Linked DNA regions of Mus musculus: regions 1, 3, 4 and 5 are each linked to region 2. The links are chromatin contacts, called in public ChIA-PET, HiChIP or PLAC-seq and promoter capture Hi-C maps. All regions are on one chromosome and are shown on one strand. Each heading gives the region's core, a stretch centred on a gene start, on an enhancer-like site or on the middle of the called end of the contact. The rest is flanking DNA. Distances are from core to core; before and after follow the strand shown. Region 1 holds the start of Rasal3 (RAS protein activator like 3). Region 2 holds the start of Sik1 (salt inducible kinase 1). Region 3 holds the start of Abcg1 (ATP binding cassette subfamily G member 1). Region 4 holds the start of Cyp4f17 (cytochrome P450, family 4, subfamily f, polypeptide 17). Region 5 holds the start of Slc37a1 (solute carrier family 37 (glycerol-3-phosphate transporter), member 1).

The links. Promoter capture Hi-C pulls out the DNA fragments that hold promoters and counts their contacts. ChIA-PET counts read pairs in DNA pulled down with a chosen protein or histone mark. HiChIP or PLAC-seq counts read pairs in DNA pulled down with a chosen protein or histone mark.
Region 1: a contact with region 2 is called in an H3K4me3 HiChIP or PLAC-seq map of bone marrow-derived macrophages, with 4 times the contacts expected there. The contact joins the promoter of Rasal3 here to the promoter of Sik1 in region 2. A contact is called at or near these places in 1 of 39 promoter capture datasets (stem cell-derived epiblast-like cells) and 1 of 115 datasets of contacts at active chromatin or transcription factors (bone marrow-derived macrophages).
Region 3: an RNA polymerase II ChIA-PET map of memory CD8 T cells shows a contact between it and region 2, with 18 read pairs. The contact joins the promoter of Abcg1 here to the promoter of Sik1 in region 2. A contact is called at or near these places in 1 of 39 promoter capture datasets (pre-B cells), 1 of 484 Hi-C or Micro-C datasets (CD4 T cells) and 1 of 115 datasets of contacts at active chromatin or transcription factors (memory CD8 T cells).
Region 4: a contact with region 2 is called in a promoter capture Hi-C map of stem cell-derived epiblast-like cells, with 3 times the contacts expected there. The contact joins the promoter of Cyp4f17 here to the promoter of Sik1 in region 2. A contact is called at or near these places in 1 of 39 promoter capture datasets (stem cell-derived epiblast-like cells), 1 of 484 Hi-C or Micro-C datasets (the N1E-115 cell line) and 1 of 115 datasets of contacts at active chromatin or transcription factors (memory CD8 T cells).
Region 5: a contact with region 2 is called in an H3K4me3 HiChIP or PLAC-seq map of bone marrow-derived macrophages, with 4 times the contacts expected there. The contact joins the promoter of Slc37a1 here to the promoter of Sik1 in region 2. A contact is called at or near these places in 2 of 39 promoter capture datasets (liver and pre-B cells), 1 of 484 Hi-C or Micro-C datasets (the N1E-115 cell line) and 4 of 115 datasets of contacts at active chromatin or transcription factors (bone marrow-derived macrophages, embryonic stem cells, pancreatic cancer cells and 1 more).

The regions. Positions count from the first base shown.
Region 1 is chr17:32,401,941-32,404,862 of GRCm38.p6, reverse strand. Rasal3 (RAS protein activator like 3) reads left to right here and starts at 1,282. Exons shown (of 18, transcript NM_001374604.1): 1 at 1,282-1,342; 2 at 1,464-1,807. The coding sequence starts at 1,480. It overlaps A530088E08Rik (RIKEN cDNA A530088E08 gene), which reads right to left and starts at 1,849. Exons shown (of 1, transcript NR_029458.1): 1 at 55-1,849.
Region 2 is chr17:31,854,146-31,857,206 of GRCm38.p6, reverse strand. Sik1 (salt inducible kinase 1) reads left to right here and starts at 1,403. Exons shown (of 14, transcript NM_010831.3): 1 at 1,403-1,535; 2 at 2,143-2,313; 3 at 2,883-2,999. The coding sequence starts at 2,158.
Region 3 is chr17:31,056,226-31,059,016 of GRCm38.p6, reverse strand. It overlaps Abcg1 (ATP binding cassette subfamily G member 1), which reads right to left and starts at 1,323. Exons shown (of 15, transcript NM_009593.2): 1 at 1,161-1,323. The coding sequence starts at 1,202.
Region 4 is chr17:32,505,031-32,508,060 of GRCm38.p6, reverse strand. It overlaps Cyp4f17 (cytochrome P450, family 4, subfamily f, polypeptide 17), which reads right to left and starts at 1,577. Exons shown (of 13, transcript NM_001101445.2): 1 at 1,483-1,577; 2 at 969-1,167. The coding sequence starts at 1,166.
Region 5 is chr17:31,294,879-31,297,710 of GRCm38.p6, reverse strand. It overlaps Slc37a1 (solute carrier family 37 (glycerol-3-phosphate transporter), member 1), which reads right to left and starts at 1,487. Exons shown (of 20, transcript NM_001242427.1): 1 at 796-1,487.

The sequences.
Region 1 (2,922 bases), core at 33-2,532, 550 kb before region 2:
CACATGCTTGGTTCTCAACTTCTCACTACTTTACTTTTCTTTCTTTCTTTCTTTCTTTCTTTCTTTCTTTCTTTTTTTTCTTCCTTCCTTCCTTTCTCTTTCTTTCTTTCTCTCTTTCTTTCTTACTTTCTTTCCTTCTTTCTTTCTTCTTTAGTTTTTTTATTCTTTGATACAGGGTCTTGCAGGAGAGCCCTGGCTCCCCCTTGAACTCACAAGCTTCCTGCCTCAGATTCCTAAGTACTAGATTTTTATGTGTGTGTGTAGTTATCACTCTGAGTAAAGGTTAGGACTCTATACTAGATGACTGAACTCACACAGGGTATACTCTTCAGCTTTTGCTTTTGTTCCGCACTGTGATTCGTCTGACATCATTAGTTAAAGAATTTATTCATTTTCCTTGCTATACGATACTCTTCGGTGTGGAAATGTCACTGAGTATTTGTCCAGCTGTCAGTGGACACCTGGGGTCTATGGAGTCCTTAGGTGCAGTGTTGGTGGCCATGTCTATTGGATGTCTGCCTAGCAGGGGAAATACTGGATCTGAGGAGAGCCACATAACCATGCTAGAACAAGGACTGGAGGTGTGGCACAATGAGGGCTACAACTGTCACGAACATGCAATCTTTAGTTCTAACTTAACACTGGTTTGGGGAACGTCTAGCCAAGAGTCCAAGGCCAGCCTGGGCTACAACACATGCCGTGAGCTCAAGGCCCGGTCTGTATAATAAAAAATGAAAAGACGGCTAGGCATGTGGCTAAGTAATAGAGCATAGGCCTTGCACCCAGGCCCTAGGTTCCACTCCCAAGGTGGAGGGGCTGGTGAATGGCTCAGCGGGTAATGTCACTTGCCATGTACGATCCGGAGTTCCAGCCTCCAATCTCACACAAAGGTGGGAGAGAACTGACTCTACCTCCACATGGCTGTCCTTTGATCACCATATGAGCACTATAGCATCCACACACACACAAATAATAAATCCATTCCAATAAAATTGTGGCAGCTTCCCTACATAAGTGAGTCTTTCCACACTCCGGCCACCAGGAGACTTTAGGGGGCCTTGCTAGCCAGCATTTATCCAAGATGTTCCCATTTCACAGAAGGCAACTGAAGCTCAAAGAGAAGTATGTACTGCCTCCTAGACCTTCTCGTCAGAAGCCAGAACTGCCAACCTCTCTTCCACCCCGCCACCTCCGCATCCTGCCCCCATCATGCCCTCCCAGCCTGACTGTAAAGGGGGGGGGGCGGGGGAGACAAGACAGGGTCACGTGGAGCTAGGTTCTGAGGAAGGAAGCTAGGCACAGTACAGACGGCTGCTGGTTCTGGACTGGCCAGGAAATCAAGGTAAGGGAGGGTGTACGTGTGGCATCCTCAAGTATGTTCCTGGAGGCGAAGCTGAGAAGAGACCAGGGAAGATGAAGCCAGAATGTGGGCAGACAATGTTCAGAACCTTTTGGTCTCGCAGCAGAGACTCCTCCGCCATGGACCCACCGTTGCAGAGTGAAGAAGATTCCCAAACGCAGCCCTCGCTGCCCTCTCCGCTGACATCCTACCGCTGGCACACTGGAGGCAGTGGGGAAAAGGCTGCTGGAGGGTTCCGCTGGGGCCGCTTTGCAGGCTGGGGAAGGGCCCTGAGCCATCAGGAGCCCATGGTGAACAGCCAGCCAGCCCCCAGATCTCTGTTTCGTCGGGTCCTCTCTGCACCCCCTAAGGAGTCACGGTCCAATCGCCTCCGGTTTTCCAAGACCCTGTGGGGAAGGCACAAGAACGTGGCACCACTGGAACCCAAGCCAAATCCGAAGGCCCCAGGTACGCTCTCCCCCAATCCAGCTGGGGCTAGGCTGGGTGGCCGGAAGCCTGGGTGTTTGTCTGTCAATCTAGCATCAGCCCTCTAGACACAGGAAGTTGTGGGGAGTATGAAAGCCCAGCAGGAAGCGGCTGGGGCCCCTAGCAGCGCTCATCTCTCTTTCCCCCTAAACTGGGGCGAGGAAGACTGGCAGGACCCGTAGGCAGCTGGGGTTCAGCTGAGAAAGGAGCATTGAATGGATGCATGCACCTTAGTACTGTGAGGATGTCTAATTGTTCTTGGCACTGACGGTTGTTGTCTTCGGTATCCAGTAGACCAAGCCGTTGGCTACATGTGGATTTGAGCTGCCATATATACATAGCCTATGTCTTACTTTGTTTCCTTGAATGTGAAATTCCCCTTCTCTGCCTTAAAGACAACATTCATTCATTCATTCATTCATTCATTCAAGCAGATGTTCATTCAGTGTGTGTGTGTGTGTGTGTGTGTGTCCTTTATCACAACACGTGTTGAGGTCAGAGGACAACCTGCATTTATTTATTTATATTAGAAAGGAGCAAGCAAGCCATGGTTCCTGGAGTCAAAGGACAACTTTCAGGAGTCAGTTCTCTCCTTCAATTACGTGAGTCCTGGGGATCAAACTCAGACAGCCTTGGAGGCAAGCACCTTTATTTGCTGAGCCATCTTGCTGGGCCAAGCAGAAGTTTTTTGAGCATCGAATTGGTCCCTGAGTGAAGCACTAAGGAGAGATGTCAGCAAAGCAGATGACACTCCCTGCCCTGTGGAGTTCACGTTGTAGTGGGTGGGGGAGGAACAGTTACAAACCTGCTGCAAAATGAGAACTGGGAGACTAGTGGACACTAGGAAGATTAGAGACCAGGGCCTAGCATATACTAAGAGATCCAATTGTAGGAAAGAGTTAGGGCCTCGGATGTGGCTCGGTGATAGAGCACTTGCTTAACATGGGAGGGGTTGTGGGATTGTGGGTTTTACACCCACCACCAAGAAAAAAAGAAGAGTTGTATGTATCACCTCTAGTGGTAAAATCGGGTTGAAAATACACCTAAAAGGTTGGTTCCGGGCTGGAGAGATGGCTCAGTGGTTAAGAGCTCTGACT
Region 2 (3,061 bases), core at 154-2,653:
GCAACTGGTACGATCCTTGTGGGAGTAATGTACAGTAGCAGTAGTACATGGCTGGCCCCTGCGAGCCCTATCTCAGGCCAGCCTACCACCCGCCTCTACCCAGGAAGTCTTCCTCCGTTGAGGAATGAATTCTGATGAATTCTGAATCAATTGTGATTAATCAATCCACCCGGTGCTAGTTTTTCTCTCACACAGGAAGCCACGAGGAAGAGAGACACAGAAGTTTAGCTCCAAACCGCCACCTTCCTAGCCTTTGGAGAATCGTCTGTCCCCTTTCTCGTCTGCCCTTAAGAACACATCTTACTTTCTGATGAGGTGTGAGGGAACACAAACAGAAGGAGTCACACACATGCCATTTCCACTCTCTCCACACTCCGTCTCCCCTTTAATGGGCCCTGCTTCCGGCAGGCACTCTCAGGGTCAGTTCCAAGGTCCCAGCCGCCCTGTGTCCTATCTGTTGTCTGGAAGCAGCTTGGGGACAGACAGGGTGGGCCAATTGGCAGACAGCAAGAAAATGGGCAAAGTGCCCAGTCCTCCAAGGGCCCCACCTATCAGCCCTGAGTAGTGGCTGGGTCCTTTTGCAGCCCGTGTCTAAAGCACGCGTCCTATTCAGCTGTCCCAGGACACCACTGCTGGACCAGGCGGCCCTTGAAGCAGGAGGCTTTGGGAAAATGAGTCGCGTTTTCCTGCTTTAACTTTCCAACTTGCTGAATATTTAGAGGTTTTCTCTCTCTCCTCTCTCCTCCCCCCCCCCCTCTCTCTTTCTATAACAAAAGTAAGTGGCGTTCAACTAACCAACACTTTCCTAGAGCCAGGCATTCTTGCAGCTGGCCGGCCCTCTCAGGGATGAAGTGAGGGTCAAGGGGCAGCCACTGCTGGCGGCACATCGAGTGCCCAGCATAGCAGACTGATCAGTCTAGGGCCATCAGCCCCAGAGTCCCACGCCGAAAATCCCGCAGCTCTATTCCACCCTGCTGAGTCCGAAGCGAGCACTGAGCACCCAAAGGGCACCGTACCCACCATGAAGCCCCTGGAAGTGGTCCTAAAGCAGGCTCGGTCTCCTAGTCGGGGGCGGGGGTGGGGTGGGGGGGTGGGCTACAGCAGTGTCGCCCATGCCCGGCAGGGGGCGCCAGCAGTCTCGGGCGGTTGCTGAGCCGGGCCCCTGACGTCACCGCCCGCGGTCGCCATGGCGACGGCCTCACCAGCGCGCGCGTCAGAGCCTCCAGTCTCTTGGCAACCGCCCGATCTCCGCTCCCCCTCGGCAGGCACCGGGCCGCGCGTCGCTCTGGCGTCAAAACGACGTCAATGGGCTGTGCCTGCCGCGGGGGGCGGGGCGAGGCGGGGCTTGTGCGGGGCGGGGCCGGGGCGGGGCGGGGCGTTGCCGCGTGCGGCCGGCGGCGGCGGGGCGCTGACATGCGGCGAGGCCCGGGCGGTGGCGGCAGCGTTGGCGGCGGCGGCGCGAACGGCGGGCACCGGAGCAGAGCTAGCAGCCGAGCGGGTGGCATCCCGGGTCGGGCTCACGGAGGGCGGCGGAGGTGAGCAATGGCGCGGGTTCGGGTCTCCGAAACCCGCAGGTGCGCGCCTGGGGTCGCGGGCAGGACTCCAGCCCGGCGGGCTCCCTATTGTTGCGGGTCGGCGCCCGGAGGCGGGTCTGCGAGCGCCCGGTTGTGGAGCCTGTCCTGAGGAGCCGAGCGTTGGCACTGGTGGACGGGAGCGCGGTGAAAACCCGGGACCGTAGGGTGTCCAGGAGCTGGCTTGGGGTCGACTGCGGGTGGACTGCTGGCGCGCGCGCCCGGCCGGGACCGGAGGTCGGGGGGCGCGTGCGTGGGGGCTCGCACTGAGGGAACCTGGGATCGAGGGGGCGCGCGCGTGGGGGCGCAGGCTGGGGGTTCGGGATAGAGGAGTGTGTGCGTGGGGACTTTAGCCGAGGAGATACTGTATCAAGGAATGAGCGAGTGGGGGTGTGAGCTGCGAACCTGGGTCGGGGCCACACTAGGAGCCTGGGGCTGGAGGAACAGAGGGTTGAGGACGCACGCGTGGTGGCCTGGCGGACACAGTTTCAGTGGCCGGGTTTGGCGGGGAATGGGATCGGGACCGAGCCGGAGTCGGTCGGTGCTGAGCGCACTCCTCGCTGACCCGCAGGTGCGGCCCGAAGCCATGGTGATCATGTCGGAGTTCAGTGCGGTCCCCTCAGGCACTGGCCAGGGCCAGCAGAAGCCCCTCCGGGTGGGCTTTTACGACGTGGAACGGACCCTGGGCAAAGGCAATTTTGCAGTGGTTAAGCTGGCGCGGCACCGAGTCACCAAAACGCAGGTGCGCGCGCGTGTTGTGTGTGTGTGTGGGGGGGGGACTAAACCAGGGGGTGGATCCAGCCAGGGGGTGGCCCCCTGTGCTGATTCAGTCCTGTGGAGTTGATTGTCACAATTGTAAACGATGACATTGTTTAGTCTGGTAAAGGGGGAAAAAAGCTTTGTATTATGCTTCTACATAATTTGTACAATTACTAGGGAAGAGCAAAGATAATAATGACCAGCAACCGCCCCCTTCCGAGAGAGAGAGAGAGAGAGAGAGAGAGAGAGAGAGAGAGAGAGAGAGAGAGAGAGAGAGAGAGGGAGAGAGAGAGAGAAATAGAGAGGGGGGAACACAACAGAAGTGAGCAGCTCCTTGTAATAAAGCTAGCTGAAAAATACAGAGGCTTTAATTTAACTTCTATCCCTTTAAAAAATGTTAGTGGCTTCTTTTAATTTTTTCCCCCAACTTCTTGTGACCTCTTGAAGACATCAAATGTTTGAGAAATTCATTTGTCCAAAAAAAAAGTACAAATGAAGTAATGAGGTTACTTGAAGTTTTTCCCCCCCTTTTTTTCTTTTTAAAATCTGTAGGTTGCAATAAAAATAATTGACAAGACACGGTTAGATTCTAGCAATCTGGAGAAGATCTACCGGGAGGTCCAGCTCATGAAACTTTTGAACCACCCAAATATCATCAAGCTTTATCAGGTGAGCCGAAGGACCCTCGCCGCACCGTGAGCACATCCATCCTTCCACATGTCACACCCTGA
Region 3 (2,791 bases), core at 74-2,573, 800 kb after region 2:
GCAGGGCTCGAGACGAGTTCTACAGTAACCTGTTTGGAATCACAGGATGCGGTTGTCAGAGCAGAGCATGCGCACAAAGCCGAGTGCTTTTTTTTTTTTTCCTCTAGAGCGCAAGGCAAGAGGTAACTGTCGGTCAAATCCTGGGGAGCCTTGCTGACTTCAAATACAGGATGCTAAAAATGAAATAAAGGGGAGGGACTGTGAGATGTGGGCTTCTAGCGTATTGGGAAGGAACAGGCAGGCTAGTAACAGAAAGAAAGGCACGATTCGGGTGGGAAAACGGAGGGCTTGCTGTTTATACTCCACCACAGTCTGAAGTCAGCTTAAGAGGTTATTAACCGCAATGTCCGCTTGTTAGACAGAGCCGGTAGGGCCAAGGGTGAGACCAGACAGATGGTGGGCTGGTTTTTGTTGTTGTATGTTAGCTTTCTCCTGGAGCATTGAGTGACCGTGGAAGAGGAGACGCTTGCCCACCTCTGAGAAACAATACTTGTCTAGCAATTCTGTAGCACCCAGGTTTTGTCCTAACACTGGTATCTGGGGGGATGGGGGCGTGTAAATGCCCACACCCTACCCTCACCCTGGCAGGGATCTGAGCTCGTCCTCCTCTGTCTCCCCTGGGACTTCGCTGCCTCCTCCAAGAGTAGCTGTCTCTGGGGAGCGCAGGAGAGCAGGCTCCGTTTCGTGGGGCGCAGTTTCTCTTTTTGTGTCCCCCCCCCCCCACTGTGCCCAGGACTCCAGAGGGTGGCGCAAGAAGTCCCCCGCCGTCTGCCCGCTCCACAGAGCTCCTCAGAGAGATCTGACCCTCCCCTCCCTCGGGCTGAGCCTGCAGTCCCTCCCCAGTGCGCTTCCACATCTCCAGCCCCTCACCCAGGAGGCGGACAAGTCAAGGCCATCTACCTGTCCACTTGTGGGGTTGCTCGCTACCCGCGCCCCACTCCACCTTCTGGATGCCCTAAGCCAGTACAGGAGCATCTCAAAGCTCCAGGTGGCCAGGGCGGAGTCGAGCAGCGCCGGGCACCTCTCCAGAGCACCCCAGGTCAGCGCCCGGAGGATGCGCTCATAGGCGGCTGGTGTGAGGACCAGCCAGCCTGGCTTTGAGCTTCCTGTTTCCTTAGAAGATAAAAGCCAGCCCGGAGTGCGAAGGATGTGCGACTCACCATGGCGGTGCCGACCGAGAAAGCGGCCATCAGACAGGCCATGCCCCGGGGGCGGCGGCGGCAGCGGCAGTGGAGACAAGTCTGCGGGCGGCGGGGACGAGGTTGCAGGAACGAGGCTGCGCTTGCTCCTGCTCCTCCGCGGCGCTCTGCGCGGGTTCCGACTGCGCCCCGGCCCCGCCCCTGCCCACGATTGGGCCGGGCGGAGGGGGCGGGGCGCCGACAGGTGCGCGTGCTCTTGTTTTGCTCCTGTTGCGGAGCGGCTGGAGGATGCTCTGGACCCGAAGCTGTCTGCTAGGCCTCTCCCAACCGCCTGGGCCTGGGAAGCCCACTTCAGGGACCCTGCAGGAGCTGGGCCAGCTCAACCCTAGACGAACCAGTGGGGGCGCCCTACAAACCACGGGGTCCTTGTTTCGGAAACCTCCCGAGGTAGCTTGAGATCAATGGGATAGGGAAGAAGGCAGGTGGCTCCTTTGTTCTGCCTTTGTTATGCATGCCTTCCAGGTAGAAGCCCCAGGGACAAACGTAGAAAACAGCCCCAGGGCTTTTCCCTTAGCGCTAGTGTGCGGTGACCCTAAATTGAGGCAGCATGGGCGTTCATACAGATAGCTCCTAGGTCTCCATCAGCACCACTCCATCCCCAAATAAGCCACAGGGGTGTTTCCAGTGTCTTACACAGCCACGTTCTTGTACCCTACTGAAACCCCTGTGATTTGTAAATGGGACGTTGCGTGGTAACCGTGGTGAAAATCTTTAATCCCAACCTCAGATCCTAAACTAAGTCTTCTGTTGAAATGATTCTCTGTCACCCCCAGCACAGTAGAGCCACCCGCTCCAACACTTGGGTGTGCTGGGGTACTTTCTGCTCTCCTAGAAAGGGGCAGGCAAGTGGTTGTCACATCCTCAGATCCTTGACCTCAGCTAAGCTTCTCCCTAGCATCACAGAAAGAAAAGTGGGTGTGGCTGAGTTTGGAGGGAAGAGGGTGGGCTTCTAATACCGGAGGGACCGATGGCCCTATCTGGTATCAAGAAGGCTGACAAAGCCAGGGCATTCTAGAAGGTTATGAGTACAAACCTCCTTGTGAGACTATGCTGGGGCCTAGCAAACACAGAAGTGGATGCTCACAGTCAGCTAATGGATGGATCACAGGGCTCCCAATGGAGGAGCTAGAGAAAGTACCCAAGGAGCTAAAGGGATCTGCAACCCTATAGGTGGAACAACATTATGAACTAACCAGTACCCCGGAGCTCTTGACTCTAGCTGCATATGTATCAAAAGATGGCCTAGTCGGCCATCACTGGAAAGAGAGGCCCATTGGACACGCAAACTTTATATGCCCCAGTACAGGGGAACACCATGGCCAAAAAGGGGGAGTGGGTGGGTAAGGGAGTGGGGGTGGGTGGGTATGGGGGACTTTTGGTATAGCATTGGAAATGTAAATGAGCTAAATACCTAATAAAAAATGGAAAAAAAAAGGATAGAAAAAAAATAAAAATAAAATTCAGATTAAAAAAAAAAAGAGTACAAACCTCCCAGGGAGTGAGAAAGGTTTCTGGGGCCTGGGCTACTGTCTGCCCTGGTGCCCAACCATGCTGTAAAGCAGCAAGAATGGACAAGGGGAGACACTGAATAA
Region 4 (3,030 bases), core at 328-2,827, 650 kb before region 2:
GACCTAATTCAGACAATGGAGTCCTCTGACACATTTTTGAGGAGGAAGAGTTAGATAAGACAGGGGAGGAATTGGTGGGGCTGGAGATATGGTTCAGAGGTTAAGGGCACTTGTTAATCTTGGAAAGGACATGGTTTTGATTTCTAAAACCTACAAGGTAGCTCACAGCCACCTATAACTCCAGTTCTGGGAGATCCAATGCCTTCTTCTGAACTCTTTGAGCAATAGGCACACACATGGTACACAAGCACCAATGTTGGCAAGATACATACATATAAAATATATATATAATATATAATATATATATATTATATATTTTATATATTATATAATATATAATAAATATATAAAAATATATTATATGTTTTATATATTATATACAATATATAATAAATCTCATTTAAAAAAAGAAAGAAGAAGAAGGAAGGAAGAAAGGAAAGAAAGAAAGAGAGAGAGAGAGAGAGAGAGAGAGAAAGAATTTTAAAAATTGGAGAGGAGGGATGTCAACTTCTGCCATTCAGCATCGCTGTCCCTCAAGAGACTCTGGCCAGCAGAGATGGGCTAAGAAAGGAGCATACCCAATTTATTCCACTAGAAAGGCTCAACTCCAACAACGTTAAGTGAAATAGCACATTGAGGGGGAGAGCTCTGCTCCCTCAACCTATCCTGGGGTGGGGTGGGGTGGGGGGCACTAACAACACAGAACAGGACTGAACAAGCAACAGAAAGAGATCTTAAAACATGAGTTCTTATCAGAATGTGATCCGAAGTTAGCTGGGAACGAGAAAGGGCAAAAAAGAAAAAAGCCTCAAAACGTGGTGTAGACAGAGGCCAGGAGTAGATATGCCGGGTATGTGACTAGATAGAGACTCACTCAGCCTCCCTCCCTCACCTCTCCACCCTCTCACGACTCCCAGGTTCCTAAGAGCCTTTCCTGACACACCAGACCTACCTGCTGCCACACTCACCATGCTCATGTGACCCCAAAACCAGTGCCGCGAAGGGGGCTCGGGGAAGCAGCGGAGACGGCAGTAGTTGTCATAGAAGGCACAAATCCAGGTCAGAATTCGAGCCAGGAACAAGGAGGCCCCAACCAACTGCAGAAGTTGCCATGGGAAGGCAGCTCCAGGCCCCAGTCCCAGCCAGGACAGGCCCAGCTGTAGCATCCTGCAAGAAAGATAGGCCAGAAGTGAGATCCTGAGGCCCAGGAGACAGAGGTGGCCCTCCATGGTCACTGGACAGAGATGGTGACTTAGAGGACTAGAACACAGGAAGGAAAAGGGACACCCAGGGCTACGGAGAGACAGAGAATCAGGCAGGAGAGAGGCAGATAGGATCTGTTTATAGTCTGCGTTGGCCTAGACTGAAGCACAGGTATGTAGCGTAGTAACTGGGAAATCAGGCCTGCCTGCAGAGCCACCCCAGCTGTAACAGAGCTTCCACTGTTCAGTAGGGGCCTTCCGTGTGTCCCAAGTCCGGCACCTTTTCTCAGGAGTAATGCGTCCCAGAAACGTCCGCTCTTCCCTGGAAATGTTTTTGATCCTGGCTACCGGCTGAGCAGGACGATGAGCTGGACTGAGCCAATCCCTCGGTGGCCCAGAGCCCTCCTCCCAGCCTGGGTAGAATATCAAAATGCGGGGGGCGGGGGCGGGGGCGGGGCGGGGGCGGGGCCAACCCGAAGCAATTGGAGCCAATCCAGGGTCACATGTCCAGGCAAGCAGGGTCCTCAGGATTCAACACCTTCCATCTGAACCAAGACAAAGGTGTCTAGAGACCCAAAGTTTACAATCTGTCCCGTTCTCACTAGGCTCCGCAGGTCCTCTGAGGACCTGCAGGCTAGAGGGCAGCAGGCAGTGTTTTCCAGTTCGGACTGAAAGGATCCGAGCCTCTGCCTACCAGCTGCACAACCTGGCAGAATTCTCCCTCCAAGTAATCCAGGTTCCGAGTGGAGACAAGACTTCCAGAAACAAAGAATCCGGCCGTGCTGGAACGGACTAAAAGAGATTCTGAAGATTAAAACTCCCAGCTGAGGGACCAGAGTTCAGTTAGGAAGTAGGTGGGAGGGGTCAAGCTGAGCCGCCAGTCGTGGGGAAATCCAGGCAGGCGAGAAGAGAGAGGGGGTTGTGGGCTCCGGGTCAGCAGCACCACGTTGAGAGCTCCAAGAGAAAAACACCATTCACAATACAAAGGCAGGCCCATCTGAATAACACTATTATTCATTCAACTGAAAGGGTAAAAGCCCAAGGATGCGCAAGTGACGGACTTCAAGCCGTAAAAGATATCTATAACTGCCAACCCAGACTGCTGCATCCAGAAAAGCTGTCTGTCATAAAGAAGGACATTTTTTTTAACTATCAGCGGTAAAAATAGAACAAAGGCATTTATGAGCACTGAGCCAGCTCTACAGAAGATGCTTGATAGAATCCTTCAGGCTGAAGAGGGGGAAATCAGGCCACAAAGTCCAGGAAATAAATAAATAAATAAATAAAACACACTAGAATATTATTAAAGCAAGAGAGGAAGAAGGAGGAAAACAAAATCAACAAAATTGCAGGAATCAACAAACACCTTTCAATAACTCGGGTGTTCTCAGTCTCAACTGCACCCCAGATAAAGGCACAAGCATGGATCTGCTGCTTCTAAGAAATATCTCACTACAAGAGGCAGATAAGATTCTAGCTCAGGGTGAAAGGACGCTAAGCTATCTCAGGGGACAGGAAGATGGCTCAGTGTGAATGCACCTGCAGCCAAGACTAACAGCTTCACTCTGCTCCATAGAACTGACCAGCATGATGAAAGGAGAGAATTGACTCCTGCAAACTGTCCTCTGGCCTCCACACCCATGGCATGACAGGCACGTGTGCCCACACACACACACACACACACACACACACACACACACACAAATAAATAAAATGTTAGTTCACAGACTTTTAAGGGTATGCCAAGGAAATGGACCTAGAACACAAGCAAGCAAGTGTGTTGCTGTTCTATCATCTGACAAAAGAATCTTCAAATGAAAACTAGTGA
Region 5 (2,832 bases), core at 238-2,737, 560 kb after region 2:
GATCATTGGACAGGGAAAGGAGAGCAATTAGGAGTTTTTCCATGGTGAGGCAGCACCCGACCAGGCTCAGGAGCACACAGAGAGCCCAGCCAAGCAAGAGTTGAGGGACGGACAGACACACCCACGATCCTCCCAGCTACCGGGCTCTGAGCTACCCAGAACCCATCAACCCTTCAAGGAGACTCAGGAGTGGGTGGGAGTTAGCAAAAGCAAGAGCAATGCCCCAAGGGGGGTTTTCCAGTCTTTAGCACACAGGCAACATCAAGGCAGCCTAAGGCAACCTGTCAAAATGATGGCACTTTATAAAAGGGCAAACCTGGGAACCAAACTCCCTCCAAAAGCTTCAAGAGTTTTGTTTTAAACCAAGACAAACACTAACTCCTCTAATCGAGCCCTTTCTAAGCGTTTAAAGGCTCCATTGGCCGTGGGAGATAAACAGAAACTGTTATTTTCACTTGTCCTGAGCTTAAATACAAGGAGTCAGAATTCTATCCACCATAGCTCTTAGCCCACTCACAGCAAACAACGCACCCCGGGTGTTCTCCACCGAACCAGACCTGTAACAATACTCCCAGGAACTCAGGGTGCAAACAGGACCCCCAAAAGAGGGAATTCTGTGTAAAGCCGAATAATATATTTACCAACTCGCCCAACTTCACGCAATTTAAGTTCCAGGGCGAGAAGGCAGGTAGGGAGGCAGGCAGGTGCAGAGAGCTCTAAAGACCAGGAAAAAGCACCTTAAGAATTTAAACCAAGAGCAAGGGGAGGGTCTTCCGTTCAAATGCAAATCTTTACCTGCGGGCCACCAAGATCCTTGGGTGGACCCTAAGTGCGCGGAGCTGGGGGACTTTTCCGGTGGTTTAAACCCTTTATTACCGCCCAGACGGTGGCTGTCACTGCGTTGGCCACAGAGCCCGGGCTCCGGGAAGCAGTTCTTTTAGCAAACAAACAACCGGAGCCCAGGGTGCTGGCTGAGAGCTTTCCCAAGGGCTTTGCGAGCCGGCTCCTCCTCCCAGGTCCTACAGCCGCTTGGCCGGGTGGTGAAGGCTACAGGCACGCCCACGTCCCCTACGAGCGGCAGCAGACAAAGCGCTGGGTCTCCGGCAGGCGTCTTCTCACAGCTGTCACTCGCGGCCTGGGGCCGGGAGGGGACCCAGCATCACAGCTAGGCGACCCCAGCCCCCGGGTCTCAGGGAACCTTTTGCTTCCACTTTCCCCGGGAATTCAACGTCACCAGCACCGGATCGCCCCCGCACTGTCTCTCAAGGCCACTCTAGGAGCCCTTACTTCAAAGACGTCCCACTCTAGGAAAAGCGCTTGGTTTGTCCCCGGCTCTCCAGCCACACAGCAGAGGGAGACAAACGGCGGAGAGGCCGAAGCGGGGCCCACGGCAGGTGCGTGGCGGCTGGCAGGTGAGCGCCGCTGGGGAGGGTCCTCCGTTGTCCCCGCGCCTACCTGCGCTCCGCAGCCCGCGTCGCGTGCTTCCTGCCGTCGACTTCCTGGAGCGGCCGCCCTTTCACTTTCCCGGCCCTGTGAACGCCGACCCTGTGCGGCTCCTCCCTCTCCCGCGCGCCCCCTGACCCCGGCCCCGCGCGCGCCCAAGGGATGCTCAGATCGCACACAGCCCGGAGATGCTCAGCTGGAGCATCCTCTAGCTGTTCCTGGGTCCCCACACCTGCCTGTCATGCTCTCCTAGGCCCCGCAGGACGCCGGGCTCTTACTGGCATGGTGCCCAGCAGCCAAACGCTAGCTCCTAGGGGACCTCACCACCACCAGGCTTTTGTCCCCGAGGCGGACCTTACTAATGCCAGCGACATAGACAAGTTCCGAGGTAAAGATTTGCTCCCTCGGAGTCCTGGACTGAGGATGGCCTCTCTCGGCCTACCACATCAAGTGTCAAGAGTCAAGAGCATCCGGTATGCTACAAATGGAGCTGGCACACGCCTGGTACCGCACCTGTGTCAGTGTGATAAATGGCTTGCATGGTTAAGTCCTGAAGGCCAGCCACCCCGGTCATGAGAAGTGCCCTGGCACACAGCTTCCTGGTCAATTCCGGATAATTATCTTTCAAACCCCACACCTCCTGCCAAGAATTGATCCTGGAAAGTCCGGGAAGGGCCTGATTACTTTTCTAAAGGGCATCTGCCTCACGCCTCCACGTGTCGGCCTGGCCTGGCATCCAAAGCCAGTCCTGCCGCTCAGCCCCCTGCCGCAGATCAGCACCTGCCTGGAACAGCAAAACCAGGCAGGAAAACAACTTCCTAGGAACACCCACTGGGTAAAACCGTGCCTAAACCAAAACCAACCCGATGCATGAACAGAGAGAGCCAGGGCGAGGGTGAGGAGTGTTTGGCGGGGGTAACTAGCGCCCTCTTCAGACTGGTTGGTGTACAGGCGGCCCACAGCTTCACTCTCCTCCCCACAGCCCACCCGCGCCACAAGCGCGAACGCAGTCTGCTGAATTGGGGAAGGCCCAGCCATACTTCTATCTACAGGCTTTTGAGAAGTGTTCTGTACCCTACAAGCAAAGTTGACTTCCTGTTTGAGCCACCTGCACCCACATCTCATATAGAAGTGGCCGGGGAACTCTGGCCACTCTACCCTGTTCCTTTGGCTAGATGTTTCCCACCCCACCCCCCTTTTTTTCCTCCCTAACTCTCCATTCCTTGTAGGCAGCAACTCAAGTGGACGCTTACATCTACTCTAGGCGCCTCCTCCCCATGTCACTAGTTCTCAGGCCTGCCATCACCAAGCTTGCTCAAGAGTCCCTTGCCCTTATGCCTGTGTTCCGTGGTTTTGTTTTGTTTTCTGTAGCTGCCCCAAACTACCCCA